Linked DNA regions of Mus musculus: region 2 is linked to region 1. Evidence: chromatin contacts called from public HiChIP or PLAC-seq data. All regions are on one chromosome and are shown on one strand. The core of a region is the stretch at or near the end of the contact, and the rest is flanking DNA. Distances in the headings are between cores, read along the strand shown. Region 1 holds the start of Six3os1 (SIX homeobox 3, opposite strand 1). Region 2 holds the start of Kcnk12 (potassium channel, subfamily K, member 12).

Region 1 (6,227 bases), core at 3,491-5,990:
AGAAAAGGGTAGAAAGAGAAGACAGGAGGGAAGGACAGGCTGTGTCTCTTTTCTGGGTGACGAAGCAGTTGTCTGAACCTAGTGTCTCCCTTCTTGGAAGCCTTTCACTGGTCATGGGCGCTCCCCCCATCTGACGAAATGTGGCCTCCACAGGCAGAGATGAGAGGGACGTGGATTCAGGCCTGGGCCACCTAAACCGGCACACACTCTAAGTCTCCAGCCACCAGCAACTGTCAGCAGCCGTTGCCCCTGCTCCCAGGCCTGTACCAGAGCTTCTGCTCAACCCCCCTTCTTTCCTCTCCTTTCCCTTTGGACTAATCGTCTCTCCGTCCTCTCCTTTTTCTTTTTACTTTCTCACAATTGAGCTTTAAAGATCCACCAGAACCAAACAACTTTGTGAGTCTGTAACCAACTTGCCTGCCATGACTGCACCTGCGATTTTGCTTCCCGAATAAGTGGACCAAAACAAGTGGATGCTCCTGAACTGAGGCGATAGGGAGACTTGAAGCTCTCACTCCTACCACCACCCCCTCAAACCCATGAACACACTAACACTCCAGGCCTCTTCACTCCAGGCCTGCCTCTCCTGTCCAGTGCCAGCTCAAGGGATGGAGGCCACCGGCCTTCTCTTTGTGGCAGGAACCCTGGCCTCCTTTCCCCTCTTTGACTCCTATGGACGCCTCTAAACCAAGCCCCCCCCCTTTTGCGGTGCACAGAAATAATCAGATAGCAAGTAGTATTTTCCTTTCCTTCCAGTCTTCTAGCTGGTGCCAGGGCTGAAGAGACCCGCGAGGGGTTTAAGGCCCCTAGGGACAGGCACGGAGGGTTGAGGACACCAGGGGCATGCTCACACAGCGCTGGCTCTGATAAAAAAAGCCCTTCTTGAGCAAAGCAGTATATAAACCCACAGCCAGTTGTTCCCTGTTCCAGGGCAACCAGAAACTTTTCTCTAACTGTCCAGAGAGCACCGGTATCTCCAGAACTGGATCAGCCGCCTCTACCATTCCCCGACAGCCTGAGTTTCCACCCGTTTCCATTTTTCTAGCCCGGAGCCTGTGGTGGCCTGGCCGCGGTCCCCGCCACTGACCTGTTCTTGGCCGCCGCTGCGCGGTCGCGCTGTCGCCGGTTCTTAAACCAGTTGCCTACTTGTGTGGGGGTGAGGCCGGTGGCCTGCGCCAGTTCGCGTTTCTTGCTGGGGTTGGGGTAGGGATCCTGCAGGTACCACTCCCGCAGCAGGCTCCGAGTCCGCTCCTTGAAGCAATGGGTCTTCTGCTCGCCATCCCAGATGGTGCGCGGCAGAGGGAACTTCTTGCGCACGCGGTACTTGTCCACCGGGCCGAGCGGGCGGCCGCGCAGCTTCTCGGCCTCCTGGTAGTGCGCCTCGAGCCACATGGCTTGCAGCTTGCCGTGAGACTCCTTAGTGAACTTGTGGTTCTCCAGGATGTGGTACAGGTCGCGGAAGTTGCCGGTGTGGAAGGCGACGACAGCGCGCGCGCGCAGGATCGACTCGTGTTTGTTGATGGCCTCGCACGCCCCGGGGGCCACGGGCAGCGACCAGAGGAAGCGGCCCAGCCGCTCGATGTCGCCCGTCTCCTCCAGCGTCTCGCAGACGCTGGCCACCTGCTCCGGCGAGAAGTTGAGGGTGGGCAACTGGAACATGGACAACTCTTCCGGGGGGGCCCTGGAGCCGCCGCCGCCGCTGCCGCCGCCTGCTCCGCCAGCACCGCCGCCTCCCGCACGGTTCCCGCCGCCGCCTCCTCCCGCGCCGCCGCCGCCGCCGCTCGCACCGCTCCCGCCGCCGCTACTCGCCAGAAGTAGGGAGCAGTGGTGAGAATCGGCGAAGTTTGGCAACAAGAAGTGGGAGGAATAGAGATCTAGGGGGGAGCGGAATACCATGGACTGACCTGAGAGGAGAGGAAAAAATTCAGGGAGAGGAAGAGAGAGGGGAGGAAGAGGAGGAGAGGGGCGATGAGGACCAGGAGGAGGGAGAGGAGAGGGGGGAGGAGGAGATGGAAAGGAGGGGGGAGCAGAAGGAGAAGGAGGGGGAGGAGGAAGGACGTAAGGGACACCCACACCCCACACACATCCACATACACACACACCCGCGCAGCCACATAGAGAGGGAGGAAGGAGAGCGGCCCGGTGCGCGCGCGCAGAGAGAGAGAGAGAGAGAGAGAGAGAGAGAGAGAGAGAGAGAGAGAGAGAGAGAGAGAGCGCGAGCCCGAGGCAGAGAGAGGGAGAGGGAGAGAGGAGAGCGAGAGCCAACCACGGCCGAGTCAAGATTCAGCGATTCCACAGCAATCGCCCTAATGACAACAGCCTCATAATATCTCCCCTAAATCCACAGTGAGTGCAGCATTGAAACATTTTGTTTCGCTTTTCTATTGGTCTGTGGCGTGTCGTTGTGGCGTTGCCACGGCAACCACTGCCAATCACTGTCAGCCCTGCCAATCAATACTGAGAACGTAAGGACGGTTTTACCACTTAGCCGGAGGGGGGGGGGGTGAGGGAGAAGAGGGCGAAACAGAATTAAAAAAAATCTTTGCAACTCTTAATATCCTCTCTCTCTCTCTCTCTCTCTCTCTCTCTCTCTCTCTCTCTCTCTTTCTCTCTCCTCTTCCTCCTCCTCTTGCTCAAAGAAGTTTTGATCAAAAATTCGAAAAGGAATAGGAGTAGAGTAGTTGAATGCAGCGAGCTATTCGTTACACGGAGTGTTTGGGGTTAGGAAGAGACTCCAGCCTCAGGAGCACCAGGCAGCCTTAGATGAGGCTGGGGATCAGGTGACCTGGCAAGGTTTGCACATGGTATCTCAGCCACCTCCTTCTGTCTATGTGACCACTGGTCAGGAAGAAAGAGGAGAGATGACGAGGCTCACTGCATAGTCACCGTAGCAAGCTGCTGGGGGAGCCTAGATCTGGGAGACAGAATATGGTACATAGGGAGTTGAAGCCAGGGCTAAGATTAACAAGCAGGAGGCTATGAGGCTTTCCTGGCCAGTCAGTGCCCTTGGACTACATTTCCCAACTCTTTCCACACCATTGCACAGTTCTGCTCCCAGCCAAGCATTGGTGAAGTTTTCCATCACTATGCATTTTATAACAGTGGAGACATTACACTTTCTCTGTCTTCAAAATCAACTCCACTCTTTGTTCCCCCACCCCCCAGACTTCAGCTGTCTCCCACAGTGGTAGACTAGCAACAGGAGGCCAGAAACCTAGGGACTCTGGACCTAGGGGAGGATGCCCACTTTTCCTACCATGGGTACAACCCCTGTCATGCCCAACATCCCCCAAAAGATACAGAAACTTTAGAGGCCACCCTGAGTAAGCGCCCAAGGCCTGAAAGCTCATAATGTAAATAACTACAATACATAATTAAAGCCAAAATTCTCCATACATAAAGCAATATCATAACCCTGAAACAGACTCCCCTTGTCCAAAGAACTCAGAGTGTCTTTCCTGCCTGCGGCTACCACAGCCTCTGGGCCAGGCCCGGGCATTTATTTATTCTTAGGTATGTTGCTTGTGAGAAGTTGTAATCTGCATCTTGAGGCCGGCCTCCCTTTGTGAGGCTTCTGTAACTATGGAAGTGTGATTTACGCAGATTTGTCCGGGTCAGAGACATCTTTCCCTACGCACTGTGTATATTTAGACAGGATTCGGACTGGTGTTAAAAAGTGTATATGTTGAATGGATTCACACACAGTAGCTAACAATGCCCACATTGTCGGCCCATGTACAACGCGTATTGAAACGCAGCGCCCAGACTTCAACTAATCTGCCCTCAATAAAGCTGAAATAATTATCCTAAGCTGCCTTTCCAGAAGAAAAATCATTGAGGAATTCAAAACTTTTTTTAAAAAGATCTTTTCTACATTCCGATGCAGATCTGGGGGCGCGGCGCCGGGTACACACCACTCAGGAGAGCTCAATGAGGGAGAAGTGGAAAAAAAGAAGTTGTGGGAGAATTTAAACGTGAACCCAACTGGAGGCTGGAGCCAAAATGGTCGCAGGCCCTAAATCTCAAGCTCGGATCTTTCTTAGGCCTTGATCCGACAGTGCCAGGTTTTAAAGGGCCGAGGAGTGCAAACTCGGTTTGAGGGTGACACCGAATGTTTGGGTTAGGCTAGGGGACTATACTGGCTCTTTAGCAGGGGGCAGCTCAGGGGCCTAAACTCGCTGACCAGGGCAGAATAATGTTCACCCTAAAAGGTAGATCCGTCGAGCCCCACTTTTGGCGGTCTCTCTCTCTCTCCAAACATCTTCATCTGCACCAGGAGTGCTTTTCCGCTCAACTGCAAGGCTCTGGGCGGTCGCTCTTTGCGGGCCCAGAAAGAGCCCAAAGGTTGGGACACAAAAACAGACACTTCATCTTTTCTTCCGGACCCCTTTCTCTTGTAGGGGGAAGGATTATAGACTGAAAGGTGGGAGGGAGAAGGGGCAGGAGGAGGAAGCAGGGGGAGGAAGGAATGAAAAGGGGGAGGGGAGTGGGTATTGTGCCGCGTGTGGAGGGGGAGAATTCCTACGGGTGGGTTTCCGAATATTGTGTTCAACTTTTTGAAAGCAGCTCGTGACCCCGAAACTGCATCCCCCGGAGCCGGGGACCCAGGCGCCAGGCGGGCGGGTGAACCCGGCCAGTCCCTCCCAATCCCCGCAACCCCCCGCCTCCGAGTGGGGGGGATCCAGGCCTGGAGGGAGGCTGGGCAGGTGCCGAGGGCTGTGCCGACAGCGCTGAAATCGAAAACCCTCGCCACTCATGAAGAACTGAGGCAAAAGGATCACAGATGCTGCTCGGGGCCAGCCCTATACTCCCTCCAGTGCCTGGTCTCCGGTGGACCCGCGGGGCTCTGCAGTTCTCTGGCGGCCGCGCCTTGTAAGCGCTAAGCCGGGAGGAGGGCGCAGGCAGGGCGCACAGCTCTGAGCGCGACCCTACCCGGCTCGGGCCCGCAGCAACCCCGACTGTCCGAGAGCCTCTCCCCAAGCAAGGCTCTGCGCCGCCCTCTGAGCCCACCTCCTGGCCACAACGCTGCCTGCGCTTCTCCAGCCCAGGCCGGAAGCCCTATGCTGCCTCCCGAAGCCGGTAAGTTGAGAGTCCTGAAAGCTGAGCAGGGAGGCGGGGCGGGTGGTTCCTGATGCGTTTTGTAGGACTGGATCCCGCCGAGGCTCCGCAGGGTCTTGATCTAAAAGGTTTGGGTGTGTGCATTTTTGGAGAGGGTGTCTGTGAACCTCTGGAGTCTCCCCAAAATCCCATTCGCTGAGCATTGGTGAGAGGAGCTGGTGCAAAGGACCCAGGCTGCTTTGCTCCCTGATCTGGGGTGGGTAAAGCGAGGGCTCGGAATGGAGCCCAGGGCACTTCCAGAGTGGGTGGGATGCTGAGCACCGCCTGCACTCCGATACTCTCAGAGCCACAAAACCCTAGGGGATTGGCTTGTAGGGCCTCTAGATCTCTTCTCTCTCTCTCTCTCTCTCTCTCTCTCTCTCTCTCTCTCTCTCTCCTCTCAGACTCAAGGACTGGGGACTTGGTGGATCTATGGCATTGGTACCCACAGAGGTCACCTGCACAGATAAATCTGTCGCCACCCTTCAACCCTGGCCTACCGGATCTGCGGGGAGAAATGCAGCATTTGAATTGGGGAGTGTTCAGTCCTGCTCTGCGGGGCATTTATTTACAAATATCAGCTGCAACCCAGCCTTGATAACGTCTCATACAGTCAGAGGACTTTGCGGGAAGCACACTTCCTCCTTGTTTGGGGCTACAGGGAAAGCCCAGGAAAGCGAGTCCCAGAAGGCCTGGGACAGCTACACCCAGTTCACCCATGCTCAACCCGGAACAGCCGACCCAAACGGTCAGGAAGGTTTGTCCTGGGGGCAACGCCTCTTCCGGGCTCTAGGACATTGGAAGACAGAGAGATTGCTGGGTAGCGGGTGGTCTGGGCCTCCCCGCAAGCTGCAAACGAAGGAGCTTGGAGCAGACCGCCAGGGAGGGCGCAGGGGAGCGCAGTACTCAGGCGGAGAGGCCCCGAAGCCCTTCAGGGACTCCGATTACTTTCCTTTGAACAACAACAACAACAACAACAAAAACAACAACAACAACTGCTCCCTCCCCCTTATATCCCCTCCCTTTTTTAGCCTCCGGGCACCAGGCTTCCACGTAATTGTCCTTCTGGACAGTAAACACAGCTCAGTTGCCTCAACTTTCCTGGTGCATAAAAGTTCCCGGCGTGAGGG
Region 2 (6,482 bases), core at 3,712-6,211, 2.2 Mb before region 1:
CAGCCTGCTTTACATAGTGCTACCAGGCTAGCCACAGCTACACAGTGAGAGCCTGTCTCAAAAATAAAAAGTGACTTTTATACTAGCCACAGTGGTCCACACCTGTAAGGACAGTGCTCAGAAAATAGAAGCACAATTCTGAGCTCAAAGTCTGAGATGGATGACGGCACTGAGATGGATACAGTTAATAACTCATAAATAAGGTAGAAAATAGTGTCTGAGCAGTTCTAAGAAGATCAATGGGGGGTGGAGGGAGGCCCTTGGAATTCGGAAGTCGAACAAAACTTTACCAAGACAGATTAATTTTTAAAAGAAAGTATTTTCTAGAACAATTTTCTTTCTTCAAACTGAATTTTATAATCAACTCTTCTCCTCACCACAATTAAACTGTCTCAAATTTTCCACCTTTTTGTTGTTTTGTGAGAGAGTGCCTTGTAGCCCAAACTGACCACAAACTGTGTATATTGAACATCTGGTCCTCCTCCCTCTCCTCCCTAGTTCTGGGATTACAGACATGATCTACCAGGCTTTCAAGGTGCTGGGGATTGAGCCCAGGATGTACTCGCTAGGCATGCATGGACCAACTGAGCCACAGCAGCCCCCCCCCCCAGCACTTACTTTATTTTTTAATAAACTATCTTTCCTCGGTCATGGGTTGCACATCTTTAGTTCCAGCACTCAGGAGGCAGAGACAGGTAGGTCTTTGTGAGTCCCAAGTCATTTAAGAACGAGAGAATGGAAGGAAGGAAGGAAGGAAGGAAGGAAGGAAGGAAGGAAGGAAGGAAGGAAGGAAGGAAGGAGAGAAATTGTTTTCCTCTGGGCAGGTATTTGTTTATGACATATTCTCACTATGCGTATGTGGCCAACCTGGTCTGAAACTTGTCGAATAATTCGGGCGTGTCTTAAACACACAATCCTCCTGCTTCCCCTTCCTCGGCGCTGTGATTACACCAGGCCTAGGGCGCCATGCCTGGTTCTATTTCTATTTTTTAGGTAAAATCAATTATGCTTGTGCTTCTTAAGCAGCTTTGTTGAGCTACAGGTCATAGCATACAATTCCAGGACTTACAATACACAACTGGACAGCGCCTGTCAGCCTCCTGAGAGGCTGCCCTCATAGGAAACTCACATTCATCCGTTGTCATGCATTCCCACTCAGCCTTGACCCCTCTTGGGGCTGGGCTGCCTCCCTCTTGGTGGATTTACTCCTTATGGACATTTCATAAAGCTGTAATTCACACCGTGTGCTCTTTTGTGGTATTTTTTCCTTACAAATAGAGTTCTTTTAAGATTATTATATGCTATTGCCCAAGTCAGGACTCTGCTTCACTTACAGCTGAGCATTTCATTGCACAGGCATATTATGCTTTATTTTCTCACATGTCAGCTGACTTGTTACTGCCGTGACGGTCAGTGTTTCTGTATGTAACAGACAGGCAATTCTGTGTGGACTAGCTGTCTTCCTGTATGTTGGTCGAGATCCCAGGTAAGGTTGAATCTGAGTTTACCTAAATTTCCTGGCTAGCACTATAACATTGTGTTTTCCCTTTATAAAGAGAGAAAGGGCCAGGCGGTGGTGGCGCGCACATCTTTAATCCCAGCGCTCAGGAGGCAGAGGCAGGCGGATTTCTGAGTTCGAGCCCAGCCTGGTCTACAGAGTGAGTTCCAGGACAGCCAGGGCTATACAGAGAAACCCTGTCTCGAAAAACCAAGAGAGAGAGAGAGAGAGAGAGAGAGAGAGAGAGAGAGAGAGAGAGGGAGGGAGGGAGGGAGGGAGGGAGGGAGGGAGGGAGGGAGGAAGGAAGGAAGGAAGGAAGGAAGGAAGGAAGGAAGGAAGGAAGGAGAGAGGATGGGAGAGAGGCTGTCTGCTCATTTGTCTGGTCTGAAGTTCCTGAGTACATGCTGCAGACATAAGAAAATTGGGGTTAAAATGCTGGCATCAAAGTAATTGCTTCAACATTTCCTACAAAGAAAAGGCTTTGCGGGAAAAGGAAAACTTGGGTTGGCAGGGTGGCTCAGTGGGTAAGGAAGGGTACTCAGGACCAAACCTGAAGACCTGAGTTCACTCCTCATAGCCCACATGGTAGAAGGAGAAAACCAACTCCCATAGTTGTCTTCTGACATATCTCTCTCTCTCTCTCTCTCTCTCTCTCTCTCTCTCTCTCTCTCTCTCTCTCTCACACACACACACACACACACACACACACACTAGGGTGCACTCACACATGGGTGTGCACACACACACAATCAAATCAAAATTTTAAAAGAAAACCTAGATTGACTCTATATTTGAAGATCTGAAGAAGAGGGGCCTACAGCATAAGCAGAGCCTGTGACTGGGTGGGAGCAGGGTGTTTAAAGAGTTAGAGGTGGCAGGCAGAGCTGGATGACATCCACAGACACCCCAACTCTGAGAATTGAATAATTAAAGGTGTTGAACCCCAAACTCAAAGACTTAAACACCAATTTTGTATAGCGTTGGGAAGCCTTTGGAAAGTGAGGGTTAGAGGTCACATGACAAGACTGTGGGCAGAATGGCAGCAATGGCTGGCCGTTGGAATGGACCTATGTGAAGAAATTTTGCCAAGGCAAGTCCTCTCCTTAGGAGGCTGTTGCTGCAATTCTGGGCTGAGGTAAAGGCACTGATGATCGCCAGCTGGCACAGTCAGTGGTTAAGTGGGCAAAAACCACATCCATCCTGGGGCTGGTTCTCTAAAGGACCCACATCTAGGAGCAGGGGTTCATCACTTCTATTACATACATAGATTTGTCATTTGGTGCTGAAAGTGAAGCCAAGGGTTTGCTGCTAATCAAGCCACAATCACAAGTCAGAGGAGAGGGTGGGCCCTCTGCCAGCTGGCTGAGAGCTGGACCCAGAGGCACAGGACATGGCAGTCAAGCGCCCCATCCCTACTCTGGGAGTCTGGGCAAAACCCCGAGAGGCCTGGCAGTGCCTTTCAGGGCCATCTCCTGAAACCATACTCTCAAGGCTTCCTTCAGAGCTGACCACCCAAGTGGAGCCTAGTCCCAGAGGTCCATGGCTAGACCATCCTCATTGTCTGCAGGTAGCTGAGGGGAGTCAAAGGCTGGGGACAGGAACAGTTGACCATAACAGCGCGTTGCAATGATGATAGTTGGCAATTGGATAAAGCTCCCACCGTGTGCTACACAGTGCATCAGAGCACTCAGGGCTCTCTCAGTGGACAAGCTGTTTTCTTCCTTAAACCACAAGTAAACCACTTGCCATCCAAGCCTGGAGGCCATGGTGGAACGGGTTTCTTTCCATCTGCGCATACCAAGAGGAGCACAGTCCCCTCCACCCATATTCCGGAGCAGTGTCTCTAAGATGCAAACATCGGTTATTCCTGCCTAGTCATTCATTATCTGCATCCCGAGTCGGGTGCTGCTCAGCATGCATGCTACAGCTTCCAGTGCCAGCCTGTGCCTCCATACATGGGTGGGAGAATCGCAGGTTCACAGCTGTGAAGTGTTCTGTGAGTGGTCCATAGTGAGTCCACCACACTACAAGCACCTCTCTGAATAAATCTTAGCTTGGCATTTTCCTGCAGTAGAAGCTAGCCAGCTTGGCCTTGGCCTGGGGAGGGGACCCAGGTGAGGCAGCTCTGGATTTTTCCAGCGTGGTCTCAGTCACCTGGATTGTCTAAGAAACCACTCTCCGCCCCCACTCCACCCCACCCCGTTATCTATATCACTAGCAGGATCTTCCCTGAGGCCAATGAAAAAGGGAAGGGGACCAAAAAAATAAAAAAGGAGGGGAGAGCTAGCGGGATATGGTGGGATTATCTGTTTATACCTAGGGTGTTCCTTACTACACAACTTTATGACCCCAGCCAAACTGGTTTCTGCCAGGCAGAGAAGGACCAGCGGCTGCGGGCATCATCCGCTATCTTTCCTCTCCGAGGTAGGGTGGAGGACACTTTCCTAGGGTGTTCCAAAGCACACCACTGTTCCTCCTAGCGAGCTTCTACCCTCCTGGCCCTCCACCGCACCCGGGGTGTATCCAGGCTCTCGTCCCTAGGACTGGTGAGCTGGGATAGCATAGAAGCCACAGCAGCACCCGGCCTGTGATCCTCCTGCTCTGGTGGCCCAGAGTTCCCCACCTGCGCGTGACTCCTCCTCCTGTCTCTATTCCGCAGCGTCCGCACCCTGGCGACACGCTGTTTTGGCGACCGCACCTGCGTCGGGGTAGGGTAGGGGACACTCTGGGGATAGAAGGAAATGCAAGGAGGGTCTTGGGAACACCCCGGTGCCGGGTGAGCAACCTCGCCTACGGTGGAGGGGGGGGGGGTGCACTGTCTGGAGCCTCCCACCCGCAGGCTGCGGCACCGATGCGCTGTCCGCGGTGCTGACGCCGGCCGGTCGCTCGGTCGGGAGGGGGAGCAGACGCCCTGGTTCCCGCCGCGCCCGGAGCTCATAGAGGCTGCCTGTCCTCGGTTCCCAAACCGTATCTTTTCACCCAGATGACTCCGCCGGAGTCCTGGAGCTGCGGTTGGACCCAGGAACAAAAGCGTGAGCAAAGGGAACTTAAATTTCAGGCTAGAGCCCGAGAATCGAAAGTCGGGTTCGGCTCCCGAGGGCCCCCAGTCCCTGAGACCTCAAAGCACCAAGTTGAACAAAGTTTCCCAGTGGCTTGAGAAAGGAAGACATTTCGGAGCCCAAGCGCGGGGAAAGAAGGACGAGGTTTTTTAGCGAGCTGGCATCCAGAACGGCAGTGGGACACCTGCTCTGGTGGGACGCACTGTTGCGGCCAGAACGACCTGGAGGCTTCGCAGCAGCCCAACTCTCCACCCATTCCTCCCTTCCTCACTCATCCCTCCCCAACACTCCGCCCCGGGCTCGGATGACTCCGCCTCTCCGTGTCGGGTAGCTCTTCAGCGGTAGCAGGGAAAGGAAGGGAGCGCTTCCCCGGAGGACAAGGCTGGGCTCTGAGGCTCGGAAGCCGACGCCGCCAGCTCAATTATAGGGGAGGAACAGGACTGCTCGCACAGCCTGCGCCTAGGCGAAACCGATCCCCAGCAGCCTCATGGAACGCTCCAGAGGACTCCCTCTGTGCCCTGCCACCGTGCTCCGATCCTAGGCGTCCGGACTCTACGGTTCACCCTGCTCGCAGCCCGCGGCCTGTCCAGAGTGGAGTATGCGGCCCGGAGCCCCATGGACTCTAGCCACCGGGGGCGCTGGCCTAGCTTCGGAGGCAGGAGCCCGAGGGCAGCAAGTGAGGAGCCGCGAGAGGCTGTAAGGCGTCGGGGCGCGGAGAGTAGCGCTCCAGCCCCGGTGTCCGCTGGGCCGGACGACCGGTGCGCGGCCTGAACGCCCGGCAGGAGGCGGATCGCCCTGCCGTCCCGGTTCCGGGAAGACTGCAGGGGGGCTCCGCTGCGGCCCCTGACCTCTGGCCACCATCCTCACGCTCCTGCTCCTACGGCGGGGATGTCACGGCCTCGGCTCCGAGCGCCGCCCCAGCCCCGGGGCTGAGCTGCGGACCATGTCCTCCCGCAGCCCCCGGCCCCCGCCCCGCCGCTGCCGCCGCCGCCTGCCGCGCCCCTCCTGCTGCTGCTGCTGTTGCCGCCGCTCGCACCTCAACGAGGACACCGGCCGCTTCGTGCTGCTGGCGGCGCTCATCGGCCTCTACCTGGTGGCGGGTGCCACCGTGTTCTCTGCGCTCGAAAGCCCGGGCGAGGCGGAGGCGCGGGCGCGCTGGGGCGCCACGCTGCGCAACTTCAGCGCTGCGCACGGCGTGGCGGAGCCCGAGCTGCGCGCCTTCCTCCGGCACTACGAGGCCGCGCTGGCCGCCGGGGTCCGCGCCGACGCGCTGCGCCCGCGCTGGGACTTCCCTGGAGCCTTCTACTTCGTGGGCACCGTGGTGTCGACCATAGGTGAGCGGCGCACCCCGCGCGTCTTTCCTCTGCGCGCCTGTCACTCGCTGCCCTTTCCACGGATCGGGGACCGGGCTGGCGTCCGCGGGATCCTCCTTTCCGTATTGATTTTCCTACTTTTGTCTCACTCTCTGTCCTCTCTCGTCCTCCTACTTTTCTTTCCTGCATTCGGAGCGAGGGGTTTGCCCGAATGGACCATCTCTAGCTCTTTCCAATCGGCTAACACTCATTGACTGTGTGTCAATCAAGAGCCAAACACTTTGAAGGCTCCTTGTTCAGCCTCTGCGCCTTAGTATTGTCCTCTGTAAGAGCGTATGTGAGAATGTATGTCAAGGGCTGCTATTTCCTACCCAACCCAGCCCTTACTATCCTCAGGAATGATTATAAAAGCCATTTCTGCATCCATTCTCAGCGTTTTAATTTCCTCCTCTTCTGTTGACACTCCCCCACCCCCTCAAAGTAAAATCCGTTATTCAAAAGCCAGTCCTTCCGCTTAACTGTTTTACACCATTCCCCCTTGGTTTCCCCCTTCACACACCCCTAACTTCTCCAAATTCTTGACCTCTTGTCTTTGTTTCCCCTTTTCCAACC

The links. HiChIP or PLAC-seq counts read pairs in DNA pulled down with a chosen protein or histone mark.
Region 2: a contact with region 1 is called in an H3K4me3 HiChIP or PLAC-seq map of embryonic stem cells, with 12 times the contacts expected there. The contact joins the promoter of Kcnk12 here to the promoter of Six3os1 in region 1. A contact is called at or near these places in 2 of 39 promoter capture datasets (embryonic stem cells and liver), 5 of 484 Hi-C or Micro-C datasets (all in embryonic stem cells) and 3 of 115 datasets of contacts at active chromatin or transcription factors (all in embryonic stem cells).

Annotation. Positions count from the first base shown.
Region 1 is chr17:85,616,909-85,623,135 of GRCm38.p6, reverse strand. Six3os1 (SIX homeobox 3, opposite strand 1) reads left to right here and starts at 4,740. Exons shown (of 4, transcript NR_038085.1): 1 at 4,740-5,079. It overlaps Six3 (sine oculis-related homeobox 3), which reads right to left and starts at 2,302. Exons shown (of 2, transcript NM_011381.4): 1 at 1,088-2,302. The coding sequence starts at 1,896.
Region 2 is chr17:87,796,473-87,802,954 of GRCm38.p6, reverse strand. Kcnk12 (potassium channel, subfamily K, member 12) reads left to right here and starts at 4,961. Exons shown (of 2, transcript NM_199251.1): 1 at 4,961-5,891. The coding sequence starts at 5,501. Gm41649 (a long non-coding RNA gene) reads right to left here and starts at 1,568. Exons shown (of 2, transcript XR_877096.1): 1 at 619-1,568.